Regions from separate parts of the Ovis aries genome. Here region 2 is linked to region 1. A link is a contact called in public Hi-C data. All regions are on one chromosome and are shown on one strand. Each heading gives the region's core, a stretch centred on a gene start, on an enhancer-like site or on the middle of the called end of the contact. The rest is flanking DNA. Distances are from core to core; before and after follow the strand shown. Region 1 has its middle 34 kb from the start of IL1RL2. Region 2 overlaps IL1R2 (interleukin 1 receptor type 2).

The links. A called contact is a pair of places that touch in the nucleus more often than the background predicts.
Region 2: a Hi-C map of liver shows a contact between it and region 1, with 4 times the contacts expected there. The contact joins two enhancer-like sites. A contact is called at or near these places in 14 of 16 Hi-C or Micro-C datasets (blood, hypothalamus, liver and 7 more).

What each region holds. Positions count from the first base shown.
Region 1 is chr3:99,444,938-99,451,945 of ARS-UI_Ramb_v3.0, forward strand. No RefSeq gene overlaps it. Among named protein-coding and RNA genes, the nearest start is that of IL1RL2, 34 kb to the right of the region's middle. Within about 2 kb of position 3,739, at least 18 of the 54 cell types and tissues checked have an H3K27ac peak or open chromatin away from gene starts, as enhancers often do. A contact at or near this core is called in liver, where this site is marked.
Region 2 is chr3:99,749,175-99,756,182 of ARS-UI_Ramb_v3.0, forward strand. IL1R2 (interleukin 1 receptor type 2) reads right to left here. Exons shown (of 10, transcript XM_060412382.1): 6 at 5,620-5,791; 7 at 2,593-2,655. Among named protein-coding and RNA genes, the nearest start is that of IL1R2, 26 kb to the right of the region's middle. Within about 2 kb of position 3,952, at least 9 of the 54 cell types and tissues checked have an H3K27ac peak or open chromatin away from gene starts, as enhancers often do. A contact at or near this core is called in liver, where this site is marked.

The sequences.
Region 1 (7,008 bases), core at 2,489-4,988:
TCTGGGAGTTGGTGATGGACAGGGAGGCCTGGCGTGCTGCGATTCATGGGGTCGCAAAGAGTCAGACACGACTGAGCGACTGAACTGAACTCCTTTACACAGGTTACACACTTCCCCCGCCCCGAGAAGTGTGTAACCTGGCCCTTCAAGCCCCAAATATCCCACCCCATCTTGTTGATCATCTCTTTTGAAGCATACACAAATGTATAAACAAGAATTTTTCCATTGTTATGACCAAAATAACAATTCAAACATGAGCCTGAAATTCTTCATCTATGAATAAAGATTTCACTCTCTGGTATCTTCAACCAGTATGGTATGAGTCACAACCACAAGCTTTCTGAAGGGGAATTTGGAAGGGTGTTTCAGATGTCTTAACTTGGAAATTCTATTTCCAGTCACCTATCCAAGGCAAATCACCAGATGAATGCACCACATTTGCAAAAGCAACAAATTGGAAAAAACCTAAAGACCCTTTTTTTATAAAATTTTTTTAAAGATTTTTTTATGGACCATTTTTAAAAGTCTTTATTGAATGCATTACAATATTGCTTTGGTTTTATGTTTTGGATTTTTAGCCATGAGACATGTAGAATCTTAGCTCCCCGACCAGGAATCGAATCCCCTGTGCTGGGAGGTGAAGTCTTAACCACAGGACCACCAGGGAAGTCCCGAAAGATCCTTAAATCAAGGATTAGTTTAAAAATTATAATACTTCCATCCAATGGGATGCTAGTATTAGTTGCTCAGTTGTGTCCGACTGTTTGCGACCCCCTGGACTGTGGCCCTCCAGGCTCCTCTGTCCATGGTGTTCCCAGGCAAGAATACTGGAGTGGGTTGCCATTTCCTTCTCCAGGGGATCTTCCTGACCACGGATCAAACCCAGGTCTCCTGAAGTGCAGGTAGATTCTTTACTCTTTGAGCAATGAGGGCATTCCTGTAGGATGCTAGGCAACCATTGAAACTGGTAGGTGGGGAATATAGTTAATAATCCTGTGTTGTATGTTTGAAAGGTCCCAAGAAAGGAGATCTTGAAAATTCTCATTACAGAAAGAAAAATGGCAACTATGTGTGATGAGGGATGTTAACCAGACTTATTGTGGGGACCGTGTCACAATAATACAAATATCAAATCATTATGTCGTAACCTGAAACTAGTATAGTTATATGTCAATTATATCTCAACAAAAACCATGTAGTTCTATCTTATTGGATTGTAATTATGTCCATGATATGCTGGCATGCTGATATATTAGTCTGTTATTGGGGAACAATTAGGTACAGATTGTGAGATCAGATCTATGTAAATATTCATATATACACAAAAATATTAGTAAACATTTTTAATACTTTCATGTTTTTACAAATGTTTCCAATGGGCAAATAATCAGGAAAAGGAAAAGCTCTTTATATTTTTGAAAATAAAAGAAAACCACACGCCTTTTCCCTTAGCTAGAAAAACAAATCTTTTTCTTTTTTCATAGGCAAATTTGCTCAAGTGTCTGAGAGATAGTTGTTTTTTTTAAAATCTCCTTTTAACCTACTGGAATGTTCAAACTTATTTTGGAGAAAAGTTCACATATATACAAAAATAGAGAGAATAATACCATGGGCCCCGATGAACATCGTTCACAGTCATCTTTTTTCACCCATTCTCTAAAGGGTTCCTCCTCTCTCTATGCTGAATTATTTTGAGGCTAATCTCTGACATCCTAGTATTTCATCCATAAATGCTTCGTTATATCCCATCCAAAATGCAAGGACTCTTTTGGAAACATAACGATACTATTATTATCACATCAAGACACTTAAGGGCAAAGCTACAGTATCATTAAACACTTAGTGATGCATTTCCCTAGGCCCATTTCTTGCAACTGCTTACTCCTGGGTGACCTCTTATATCCTTAACTTCTTCATTTTTAATGTGGAGAAAATATAAGGTCACTGACAGTAGTAAATGAGAGATTATATTGAAGAGGTTAGTGTAGGAGTCTGGCACATTGTAAGCGTCCTGAACTTGTAGCGACAGGTGACTTGCCATGTTCCCCACTTTCTCTTCTAGGCATTTGCCCTTATTTTATGAATTTCCTATTCATATCTTCTGGCCCTTTTTCTAGTGGGCATTAAGAATAGCAATCCTTATCTTTCTTATTCTTGCTCACATTTTTTTCAGTTTATTCTATGCTTTTCTATTTTACTTACAATTATGGGGGAAAATACGTCCTTCCTTTCCTTTATTTGGATCCAATATAATATATATCTATATTTTTTCAGTGTTTTATGTTTTTACATTTTTTTATTTGGTTCATATAAACTTTGAGAGTCACTCACTAAATGAGCCCCATAATCTATTTTCACTAAAAAAGCAAAAATATTGGGTTGGTCAAAAGCTCACTCATGTTTTTCCCTGTAAGATGTTATGTAAAACATCGAACAAATGTCTTGGCCAACCCGTTATAATCACTCTCTGAATTCATGAGCTTATTTTTTATATATGTAAAATCAGGTTTTTCATAAGGTGGAACTACTCTGAACTCAGTTATATACATTAGTCTTGGGTAAACTATATTCACAGTAATACTGATTAGCAGTTGTGTGTAGGACTTCCAGCCCTTTCCACATATTGCACTTAATATTTACTACTCTCTATCAAGAAAGTATTACTGTTACCTGGATTCTAGAGATGGCTCACTGGGCTAATGGAACAGCGAGACTAGCCACCCGGAACCCAGGTTCTCTGCCTCCCAAGCCCCTCTAACACCAGACCAAGGCTCCTTCCTCACTTGCAAAGTGGAAATCCTTAGGGTGCCTCCTCGCAGCGCTGATGATGAGCCATTATGTACAGAGCATGTAGAAAAATGTCTGAAATGTTGTGAGCGCTCCGTAAATGTTACTTATCGCTGTTATCATTAGTGTGGCAACAAAATTAATAACTGTGAAATAACAGTTATAGTAAAAATGACATCACAGTAAAAATAATATGAAGTATCACTGGTGTTGTTCAGTCACTGAGTCGTGTCCGACTCTCTTGTGACCCCGTAGACTGTAGCCCACCAGGCTCCTCTGTCCACGGGATTTCCCAGGCAAGAACACTGGAGTGGGGTGCCATGCCCTCTCCAGGGGATCTCTCTGACCCAGAGATGGAACCTGCGCCTTATGCATTGCCAGCTGAGCTACCAGGGAAGCCCATGAATTACTGCAACAATGTAAGAATGATAAAAGCCAGCGCTCACTGAGGTCTCACTAGGCACCAGTTTTACTGGCTGATTGTCCTGCAATATTGATACTTGGTTTTTTTTTGTTTTTGTTTTTTTTTACAGAGGAAGAAACTAAAGCAGAATACTGCCTTGAGGGACTAAGAAGTCAGATTTAGCAGATGAACTCAGTAGGTGCGGAGTGTGGTTGGAACCCAGGCAGTATGCGGCGGGGCAATCTTTCAGGAATCACCACCTCAGACCCCTGCCTTGTGGGCATGAAAGCGCAGCCTCCTGGTCCCCATCACAACTCGTGGACAGAGGGCTGCAGGCTTGAAAGCCCGAGGGTTAGAAACTCAGTGGCAGGCTTAGAAAATGGCCCTCTCTCAACCTTTCCCACAGCCTAAGAAGGAGGAGACAAAATGGCCTTAAGGTGGAGACCCCGACAGGCTGCGCGGGCACCTGCGAGGGTAAGGATGCTGCGTTCTCAGTCCGGGATGCTGCAGGCTCCCAAACAAGGGGCGCGTTCACTCGGATTCGCCAGCAGAGGGCGCAGTAGCGCCGCGGGGAGATCTTTGATGGCTCCAAGCTGGGGCGTTAACCTCGGTTCCCCCTGTCTCAAGAGAGGAAATGCTTTTCTCTTTCACAAGATCCTTCACCCACGGGGCTACTTTCTTTCCCTCTTGATGTCATCCTGTTACACAGGCAGGAAGTCCTGTTGGCTCAAGACTTGGCTACAGGGAAGACTTCCGCCGCCCTGCGGTCACAGAAGAACAAAGCACTTTGACCCAGAAGTTATGCAACCCAAGAGGAGCCAGACTCACCACTTGATACAGCCTGTTGATGGGGGTGAAAGGGGAGCGTGAAAAGGCTGGCTTAAAACTCAACAGTCAAAAACTGAAGATCATGGCATCCAGTCCCATAACTTCATGGCAAATAGGGGGGAAAGGTGGAAACAGGGACAGATTTTACTTTTTTTAGTCCCCAGAATCTCTGCGGACAATGGTTGAAAAGTGAAAGTGTTAGCTGCTCAGTCAGGTCTGACTCTTTGTGGCCCCATGAACGGTAGCCTTGCCAGGCTCCTCTGTCCATAGGCTTCCCCAGGCAAGAATACTGCAGTGGGTTGCCATGCCCTGACCCAGGGAACAAACTCGCACCTCCTGCATTGGCAGGCAAATTCTTCACTGTCTGAGCCACCAGAAAAGCCTTGTGGATGGTGACTGCAGCCATGAAATTAAACGTCACTCGCTCCTTGGAAGAAAAGCTATAGTAAACCTTGACAATGTATTAGAAAGCAGAGGTGTGACTTTGCCAACAAAGGTCCGTATAGTCAAAGCTGTGGTGTTTCCAGTAGTCATGTATGGATGTGAGTTAGATTATAAGGAAGGCTGAGCACCGAAGAATTGATGCTTTAGAACTGCGATACTGGAGAAGACTCTTGAGAGTCCCTTGGACAGCAAGATCAAATCAGTCAATCCTAAAGGAAACCAACCCTGAATATTCATTGGAAGGACTGATGCTGAAGCTTCAGTACTTTGGCCACCTGATACAAAGAGCTAACTCACTGGAAAAGACCCTGATGCTGGGAAAGATTGAGGGCAGGTAGGGGATGAGAGAGGATGAGATGGTTGGATGGTATCACTGAATCAATGGTCATGAGATTGAGCAAGCTCTGGGAGATAGTGACGGACAGGGAAGCCTGGTGTGCTGCAGTCCGTGAGGTCACAGAGTCAGGCACAACTGAGTGACTGAACAACACAGTATTTCATTGTGGACAGAGGAGGTCAGGGGTACACAGTCTTCAGGCACAGGCTTTGAGTCCACTGGGACCGCTGGCTCTCACCCCATCCAGCTCTCCTCTGTGGCAGAGCTCAGGTGGGTCTAAGAATGCCACCCCAGCACCTCCTGCATCAGGAAACTGGAGGCAGGCAGGGAAGAGGAGACAGAGCAAACCACAGCAGGAGACGCCCCTTGAAACATTTTAGTGCCACCGTTTCAGCTGACGCGAGTGCAGCCCTGTTCCCCACGGCCCCATTCTGCACCTGCATTCAGAAAAGATGCGCTTTCTGCTCTTCCCAGGGGCTGGGAGGTGGGGGCTGGGCAGCCTCCTGGTAAAGACAAGAAAACCACCTGAGGGCCAGTCCTCTGATGAGTCTCCCTGTGGATTCCATTCTCCTGCTCACCCTTCTCCTTCAGTAAAGTCCTGAGGTCCTTGCAGACCAACATCTGCTGTGCTCCTCGGAACAGTCAGATCAGAGTGTCAGAGGTGGGGCATGGCAGTTGTTGTTAATAAGACAGCCTCTGATCAAGACAGCTTAAAATGCAAACCTTCCCAAAGCAGTCGAGAAAGGTGGGAAAACTAAACAACCATGTGCCATATTAAAGCAGCTTGTTTATATCCTGCCAGAGAAGCAAAAAGCTAATTTTTGTGTTTTGTCAGACTGTTCCTGAAAGGCGTGGTGTGGGTCTGACTGCTCGATGCCCAAAAGCCAATAAACAGGCCAAGTTGGTGGAAAGGAAAGTTTGCTTTATTTCAGATGCCAGCAACTTGGGGCTAAGGGCAGACATCTGTCTGAAAGCCAACTCCCCCCGCAGAACTTTTATAGGCTGGGGTTGGGGATACATGCAGAACAGCAGAGTCAGCTTGACACTCATCTTCAGATTGTCACTGGTGGCCTCACCAGTGTCTTCTTGACTGTTTTAGGTGAAGTTAATCTTCAGTTCCAGGGTCCATTTGTTCCCATTTCTCTGAGGCCAGTTCTTGGATTTGTGGCAGCTTATGTCCTCTGTACAATCTTTTCTTCATGTAGTTAACTTCTCCCATCTGGTGTTTTAGTATCTATAAGACAGCTCACAGGATACAGCCGAGAATATTATCCATAGCCCTTGACAAGAAACTAAAGGTCCTTGACTGTGCTTAATGACTGCCTCATTATTCACTCTCCTCTGACTGTTTCCCTTTGTTTCTGCGTTTCTCATTTCTCTGATTAAACTTATTCTTTGACTAAAGTTTTCCAAGGACAGAGGGGAGGCAGAGGACCTGCTGGGGGAAGGACCATAAGGTCCTGCTCTGTTTCAAGAGTTTGAGTCAATGGTAGACCACAACCAACAGATTATTTACGGAAAAGCAGACACATTCCTGAAAAATCTACCTAAACAGATTGGCAAATGTGCAGGTTTCGGAATCTGTGTTTCCCTTTACAACTCACAGGCATGAACTGCACTGGCTTTCTCAATTTTGTGGATTTGATTTTTAAAATTAAGAAGAATAAAAGAGCCTCTGGGGAGAGGTGACTCACGAGGGCAAGAGCCAGGGCTCACAGTCTGCTTCCGCCTTCCTCTAGGAGGAAGAAGAGGAGGGTGAGGTTTCAGTTTGACTGTAACAAACACCAGCATCCCTTAGAAGCTGCCTGGGCTTGGCAGGGGAAGAGGGACAGAGACACAGAGTTTCCATCCTCCGTCACTCAAGGGCCCCAGGAGAATTCTGTTCGAGACGTGTGGCCTCCAGGACTTCGTCCCAACGTCCTGTAACTCTGAGGGCTCCCCAACCCCCATCATCTATTCCAGATGTTGTGGGCTCGTCATCTGTAGAGAAGCCTCTAAGAAGGAAACCAAGGAGGAATTTTCCACTCTCTGAACTTTGCACACACACACACCCTGGATAAATCAACCACAGGAGTGAGCGTGGAAGGAAAGTTTATAACTGTGAAGTGGGATGGAGCGCTGGGGAAAGGTCAGCTGCCTGGGGCCAGCAGGAAGCCTCTGAGTCACTGTGGGGGGCAGGGGGACGGAGGGGGTGCCAGGAGGCACTGAG
Region 2 (7,008 bases), core at 2,702-5,201, 300 kb after region 1:
GACCCAGGGATTGAATCTGCATTGCAGGCAGATTCTTTACCATCCGAGCCACCAGGGAAGCCCAAAGAAGACGTGGCACGTATATACAATGGAATATTACTAAGCAGATAAAAGAACAAAACAACGCCATTTGCAGCAACGTGGGAAGCCCTAGAAACTGTCACGTGGAGTGAGGTGAGTCAGACAGAGAAGGAGAAATATGACATCCCTTATGTGTGGACTCTGAAAAGAAATGATACAAATGAACTTACAATACACAAACAGGCTCAGAGACTTAGAGATGGAACTTACGGCTGCCTGCAGGGAAGAAGCGGGGGAAAGGATAGTTGAGGAGTTTGGGATGAACATGTACACACTGCGTTATTTAAAATGGATGAAACAAGGGCCTGCTGTAGAGCACAGGGAGCTCTGCTCAATGTCATGCGGCAGCCTGGATGGGAGGGGAGTCTGGGGAGAATGGATACATGCATATGTACGGCTGAGTCCCTTCGCTGTTCACCTGAAACTATCACAACATTGTTAACTGACTATGAAAGTGAAAGTGAAGCCGCTCAGTCGTGTCCAACTCTTTGCAACCCCACGGACTGTAGCCTACCAGGCTCCTCTGTCCATGCGAGTTTCCAGCCAATAGTACTGGAGTGGATTGCCATTTCCTTCTCCAGGGGATCTTCCCAACCCAGGGATTGAACCCAGGTTTCCCACATTGTAGATAGATGCTTTACCGTCTGAGCCACCAGGGAAGTCCCCTAATTGACTATACCCCAATACAAAATAAAAACTTCTTTCAAAAGAAAAAGCCACTGTCTTTTACATGAGGGGTGCCTTCTACAGTTGTGCGATGTGATAGTCCTGAGTCCCTTGCCTCAATCACTGTCTTTTTTTTTAGTCACCAAAGTTGGGAACAAAAGAAGAAATCCTGCCCATGCATGTCTTTCTCGAGAGATGGGCCTCCCTGGGGCATGGGCTTTAACCCCGCAGCCCCACTTCAGGCTCAGAAAGCCTACTTTTGTTCTTCCTGGACACCCCTCTGACCTTAAAAGATTTCTCAGGCAGAAGCAGCCCATTCAATCCGGCCACAAGGGACTCTGCCTGGCACATCCATGCGTGCAAAGCAACGGGGTGGGAGGCACAGTTTTGTGGGCTCAGGAACATGGAGGAGCCGGGGGCAGCACTGACCTGGGTCCCCGCCTCCCCAGGCTTCCAGAAGGCTCTTCTGAGAGCCCAGATAGCCTCGGGAGCCGCAACTCAGGTGTCAGGCCACAACCCCAGCATCTGCAAGAGCCCCCTAGGCTCCATGGTCAACAGTTAAAGTTTAAAATATAAGTGCTAGTTGCCCAGTCATGTCCAACTCTGCAACCCCAGACACTGCAGCCCACCAGGCTCTCCCATCCATGGGCTTCTCCAGGCAAGAACACTGGAGAATACCGTTTGAGCCACCAGGGGAGTCTCAAGAATACTGGTGTGGGTAGCCACTCCCTTCTCCAGGGCATCTTCCCAACCCAGGGATCAAACCCAGGTCTCCTGCATTGCAGGCAGATTCTTTACCATCTGAGCCACCGGGGAAGCCCTTAAAATATGAGCCTAAGGCCAAACAGAAGAAATAGGTAGGCGGATGGATGGAAGGAAGGATGGATGGATAGATAGATGGATGGATGGATGGATGGATGGATGGATGGATGGATGGAAGGATGGATGGAAGGACGGATGGATGAATGGATGGAAGGACGGATAAATGATTGGTGGGTCAATAGACATATGATTGATAGATGGAGAGACAGAACTCTGCAGCCAGGGTTTAATAAATGAGCATAAGACCTAAAAAACGATTATATAAAAACAAACACACACACAAGGTACGGGCCTCACAGACACACAGGCCTGAGTCTGAACCCCAGCCAGACTCAACTGAGACTTTTTGACAGACACTGAGCCAATGACCCCCACCACCTTCACCCCAGGCAGCTTTTCTTCTGGAAAATGGGAGAAATAAGACCATCCCACAGGGTTGATGTTGGCATTGAAAGACATCTTATTAGACAGTGTTTGATAAGAAAGTGTGTGCTGGCCAGAACAATGAAAGGGTGAAAAATGAAAACCTCTGACAAGCATTACCTCCCTTGACCCACTGACCTGAGAGTAAGCGACAAGAAACTGTCTCCAGGGAGCCAGCAGGGCAGTCTGAGCCTTGGGCGTAATGCTAGCATTAGCCACATGTTGGTGAAGTGAATTATTAATATTTTAAATACACCTCAGGTGCTGCCTGGGACATCTTGCCATCAATTATCCTTTCATGTAGTTAACAATGGCCACAGAATGTTCTGATTTTTTACATGGAGTTTTTTTTGTAGGTAGAGTTTTCAAGAAGTTAAATATGCATTCTTCCAAACCATGCCATTTCTACAAACATTTGACAAAGAAAAATGCTCCCTCACACTTGTTAATTCTCGCTGGAGTAACAACATTGTTATTTCTTGCAGGGAGGGTCTCCACCCGAGAGGTGCATCCCCCAGGGCAGGCACAGTGGGTGACACAGCGGTCCCAGGGCCCCAGGTTTGAGATTGCAGGCACCCCCATGGATCACACGGTCCTTACCCAGCGAGGCTGAGATGGTCTGGTGGGGAGAGATGATCACAGGAATGGTCTCCTCCTCTCGTTCTGAGAAAGCAGGAGGAAAGGAGATTCAATGAGGAAGCGCTTCAGTGCGAGCTCAGGGTCAGGGTCTATTGTTTAGCTAATTAGCTAAATTCTCTTTTGCCGCAGAGCCAGACATTGTGAGACTCTGCTTTTGTCTGGCAAAGGAAACTGGCTAGCCACGAAATTGAGGCTCTTTGGCCAACGCTTTTCCCAGAAGAGAGATTACTGGAAGAAGCCGCAGTTAAACACACATTCCTCTCGCAGATGTCCTATGCTCTGTGATAACAATTAACCATTCCACTCCCTGGCTTCCTGAATGAACCCTTAACAAGAATGTTCTCAATGTCCATGGGACGGGCGTTCCTTCAAAGGCTCCTCACCCTACAGTAGCCCCCTCCGCACCTGCCACAGAGTCCTGGAGTCACTTGTGAAAAATAAAAAAGGCACAGGACATCCAGAACCACCTGTTTGTGATGCTCACCCGTGTGTATGCTAAGCCGCTTCAGCTGTGTCAGATTTTATGCGATTCTATGGACTGTAGCCCACCAGGCTCCTCTGTCCATGGGATTTTCCAGGCGAGAATACTGGAGTGGGTTGCCGTGCCCTCCTCCAGGGGCTGTTCCCGACCCTGGGATCAAGCCTGAGACTCCTGCGTTGGCAGGCGGGTGCCACTGGGAATGGCCACCTGGGGAACCTGCTAACCCCACACTGAGAGAGACAAGGCAACCCAGCTTGGCCACCTGGGCTTGCAATTGAGGAAACTGACTCTGCTGGGGAATCAGAGCCCAGCTCCCCAAGAGGCAGTTCTCCCAGCAGCTTGAAGAAACTGGGCATCTCAACTGGGGCAGAAAGGCCAGCAAATGGTGGATGAAGGGCTGCCCACGTCCACCACGGCTCCATCCTCATGTCTTCCACTAAAGAGCATCTGAAACCCTAATGGGATAAGCTTTAGGCAGCATCCCAGGTGAGCCCAGAGAGCAGCCGGCTTCTCCAGTGACCGAGATCATGAGCCTGCGCCTCCCTCCAAGGTCACAGGGCTGCTTCAGGGAGGCAGAGAGGGGAGAAAGATGCCCCAAGGACGAGATACATCCATGCGTCGAAAGTCCAGGGCACGTCAGGATCACCTGGGAGCTTATTAAATATGGGCTGCTCACTGTTTCTTGTTCAGTATGTCTGGGAGGAGGCCTGAGCGTCTGCGTGTCTGATGAGTACCCAAGTGATGCTGCAGCTGGCCGAGGACCACCCTTGAAAGCAGCTGAGACACAGTGTGGTCCTCAGGACACAGGATAGTAGGTAGGTTGGCGCCCCCTCGTGTTCCTGTGCAGTATCACATGAACAGGACAACGGTGGAGGGGGGTCAGGATTCTGGGGGATCCCCTCTGCAGGGGAGCAAGGGGCTGATGTGATTGAATCCTCACCAGACAGAGAGACTTCCGTTCATGGAAGACTCGATTTTCCCTGTACTAAGACTGAATCTCTGTATTCTCTGGGAGAAGAAAGTCTTTTCCCTTTGTAGACTAATTATATGCCTGAACATAGTTTCAAAGCTCTCTGAAATGTCCGTGTGTGAGTGTGTGTGTGTCTGCTCACTTGCTCAGTCATGCCCAACTCTTTGCCACCCCATGGACTGTAGCCTGCCAGGCTCCTCTGTCCATGGGATTCTCCAGGCAAGAGTACTGGAGTAAGTTGCCAGTCCCTCCTCCAAGGGATCTTCCTGACCCAGGGATCGAACCCTTATCACGTGCACCTCCTGCACTGGCAGGCGGATTCTTTACCACTAGTGCCACCTGGGAAGCCCTGAAAAGACCCCGATTGTGTAGTTGTTCAGTGTATAAAATTAAGAGAAGCACCATACTGTCCAGAGCAGGGGCCAGGACTTCACCGCCTGTGCGCCTCGTGCACCAAGCTTGATGCCCAGCACGTAGGAGGCATGGAAGAAACAGTGACCAAACCTGAAATGCTAATTGGTACTGTTCACACATTATTTTCAGGTAGAACTCATATAAACCAATGCGCGCCCTTGCTATTTTAAATCCTGGTTTCAAGAGCCACGAGACACACTTGTGTGTTAGTCGCTCAGCTTTCTCAGCCGTGCCCGACTCTTTGCGACACCCTGGGCTGTAGCCCACCAGGCTCTTCTGTCCATGGAATTCTCCAGGCAAGAATACTGGAGTGGCTTGTCATTTCCAAATCCAGGGGATTTCCACAACCCAGGGATTGAACCTGGGTCTCCTGCACTGCAGGAAGATTGTTTACCGTCTGAGCCTTCAGGCTAGACATGCTTGGGGAAGATCAAAAAGGAGAGATTTTTTTTCACCAGCTGTACCAATGTATAGACTTCTCATTGAAAACTCCAAAAAATCCTAGTATCCTAGAATTAGGAGAAGGAAATGGCAACCCACTCCAGCATTCTTGCTTGGGAAATCTCATGGACAGAGGAGCCTGGTGGGCTACAGTTCATGGGGTCACAAAGAGTCAGACATGACCCACCAACTGAGCACGCATGCACATCTAGAATTAGACACAAAGTTACGGCAACTGGGCTCTGATGACTGGCCCTCCAGGTGCAAGCCTTCCAAACGGACCTTGCAGAGGGGCCTTCCAAGTGAACTACTATTTGGCTCCCTCTAGTGGTGTACATTTTAACTTCAGATTTAGAACCCTGTCCACCACCCAGGGATTCACTGTTCATAAAATCACCCAGCTTTTATCCTTCCAAGTGTCATACACGTCTTATAAGCCTGGTGCCAAGACATATGCCATATCTGTTTTCCTCTGATACCAAAGACACTCAAAGAATTCTACGTGAAATCAAACCAATATTGTAGAGCAATTTTCCCTCAATTAAAAATATTTCTTTAAAAAGAAATCAATCAAGAAATAACCACCTGGGGGAAAAAAAGAGTTCTACATGAGCCCTAATTTCCCCCTCGCATGCTTGTTGCTGAACCAGGGTGCAGAGGTTTCTTGATGGCAAGTACTCACTCTTAACTTGGAGTTTGATATTCCTGGTGATGTTGTATTGCCTGCCTTTGTGGGCATACGGCATGGCACAGGTATAGTAGCCTGCGTCCTCCATGGACACATTGTTTACCAGTAAGCGAGTTCCCCTCACACTGAGAAACTTCTGGTTGTCTTGATCCAAAGGGACAGAATCCTTAAGGGAAAATGGTTTTCAAAGTTACACTGTATCCTTGTATATGTGTGGCTGAATCTCTTCATTGTCTACCTAAAGCCATCACCACATTGTTCATTGGCTATACCTCAATACAAAATTTAAAGTTTTTTTAAAAAGTTAAGTTATATTCTAATTGATATCTCAAAAGCTATGAACAGCATCGGTATTATGCATCACTACTGAATTTGCAACCCAAGAATCACCTTGGTATTTACTTTGCAAATATTGTCCTCTGAGGCGTGCTTTTAGCTGTGTTTTCAGGAGAGGGAGTTTTAGCATATAAAATAAAATGGCTGGATTGAAAAGAATGAAATAATGCCATTTGCAGCAACATGGATGGGGCTAGAGATTGTCATACAGAGTGATACAAGTCAGAAAGAGGAGAAATATCATATGACATTGCTTATATGGGGATTCTAAAAAGAAGTGATACAAATGAACTTATTTACAAAAAAGAAATAGACTCACAGACCTAGAAGAAAAACTTACAGTTGCTGGGGGAAAGGATGGAGGGAAGGATAGTTAGGGAGTTTGGGATGGACATGCGCACACAGATATATTTTAAGTGGATAACCATCAAGGACCAACTATTTAACACAAGGAACTCTGCTCAATGTCATGTGGCAACCTGGATGGGAGAGGAGTTTGGGGGAGAGTGGATACATGTGATGTATGGCTGAGTCCCTTCACTGCCCACATGAAACTATCACAAGATTTTTGTGAATTGGCTATACTCCATTACAAAATAAAAAGTTTGTAATAAACGGCTGGGTCTGTTTAGCCACAAAGTTTAAAGCACGTTTGCTTCGGCACAACGGGGAAAAAAGAAACTATCTTCTTTGACAAAGTAGGCCATTAAAATAGAAATATATTTATGGCCTAACTGGTGCCTATAGGCCCTGGGAAACATCCAGAAAGGAGTGCTATGAGGCAGTCATGGTAAATGCCCACAAGAGTTGATGTTGCAGTAATCACATTAAGAATCATTTCGAGTTAAAGAGTCAGGAGAGATGGAGAAAATTTTGTAAGAGAAAACTGAGTGTGAGACATGAAGCCGCACTTTGGACAAAGATACTGCAGAGCAGAGCAGAGCAGAGCAGACATCTCATGAGCACAAAATGTTCTCAGGAACATCTCTTTCAAAACCATGACGATTGCAACCGTCGAATAGAACCCTGAGTCATTTCATAGACTTA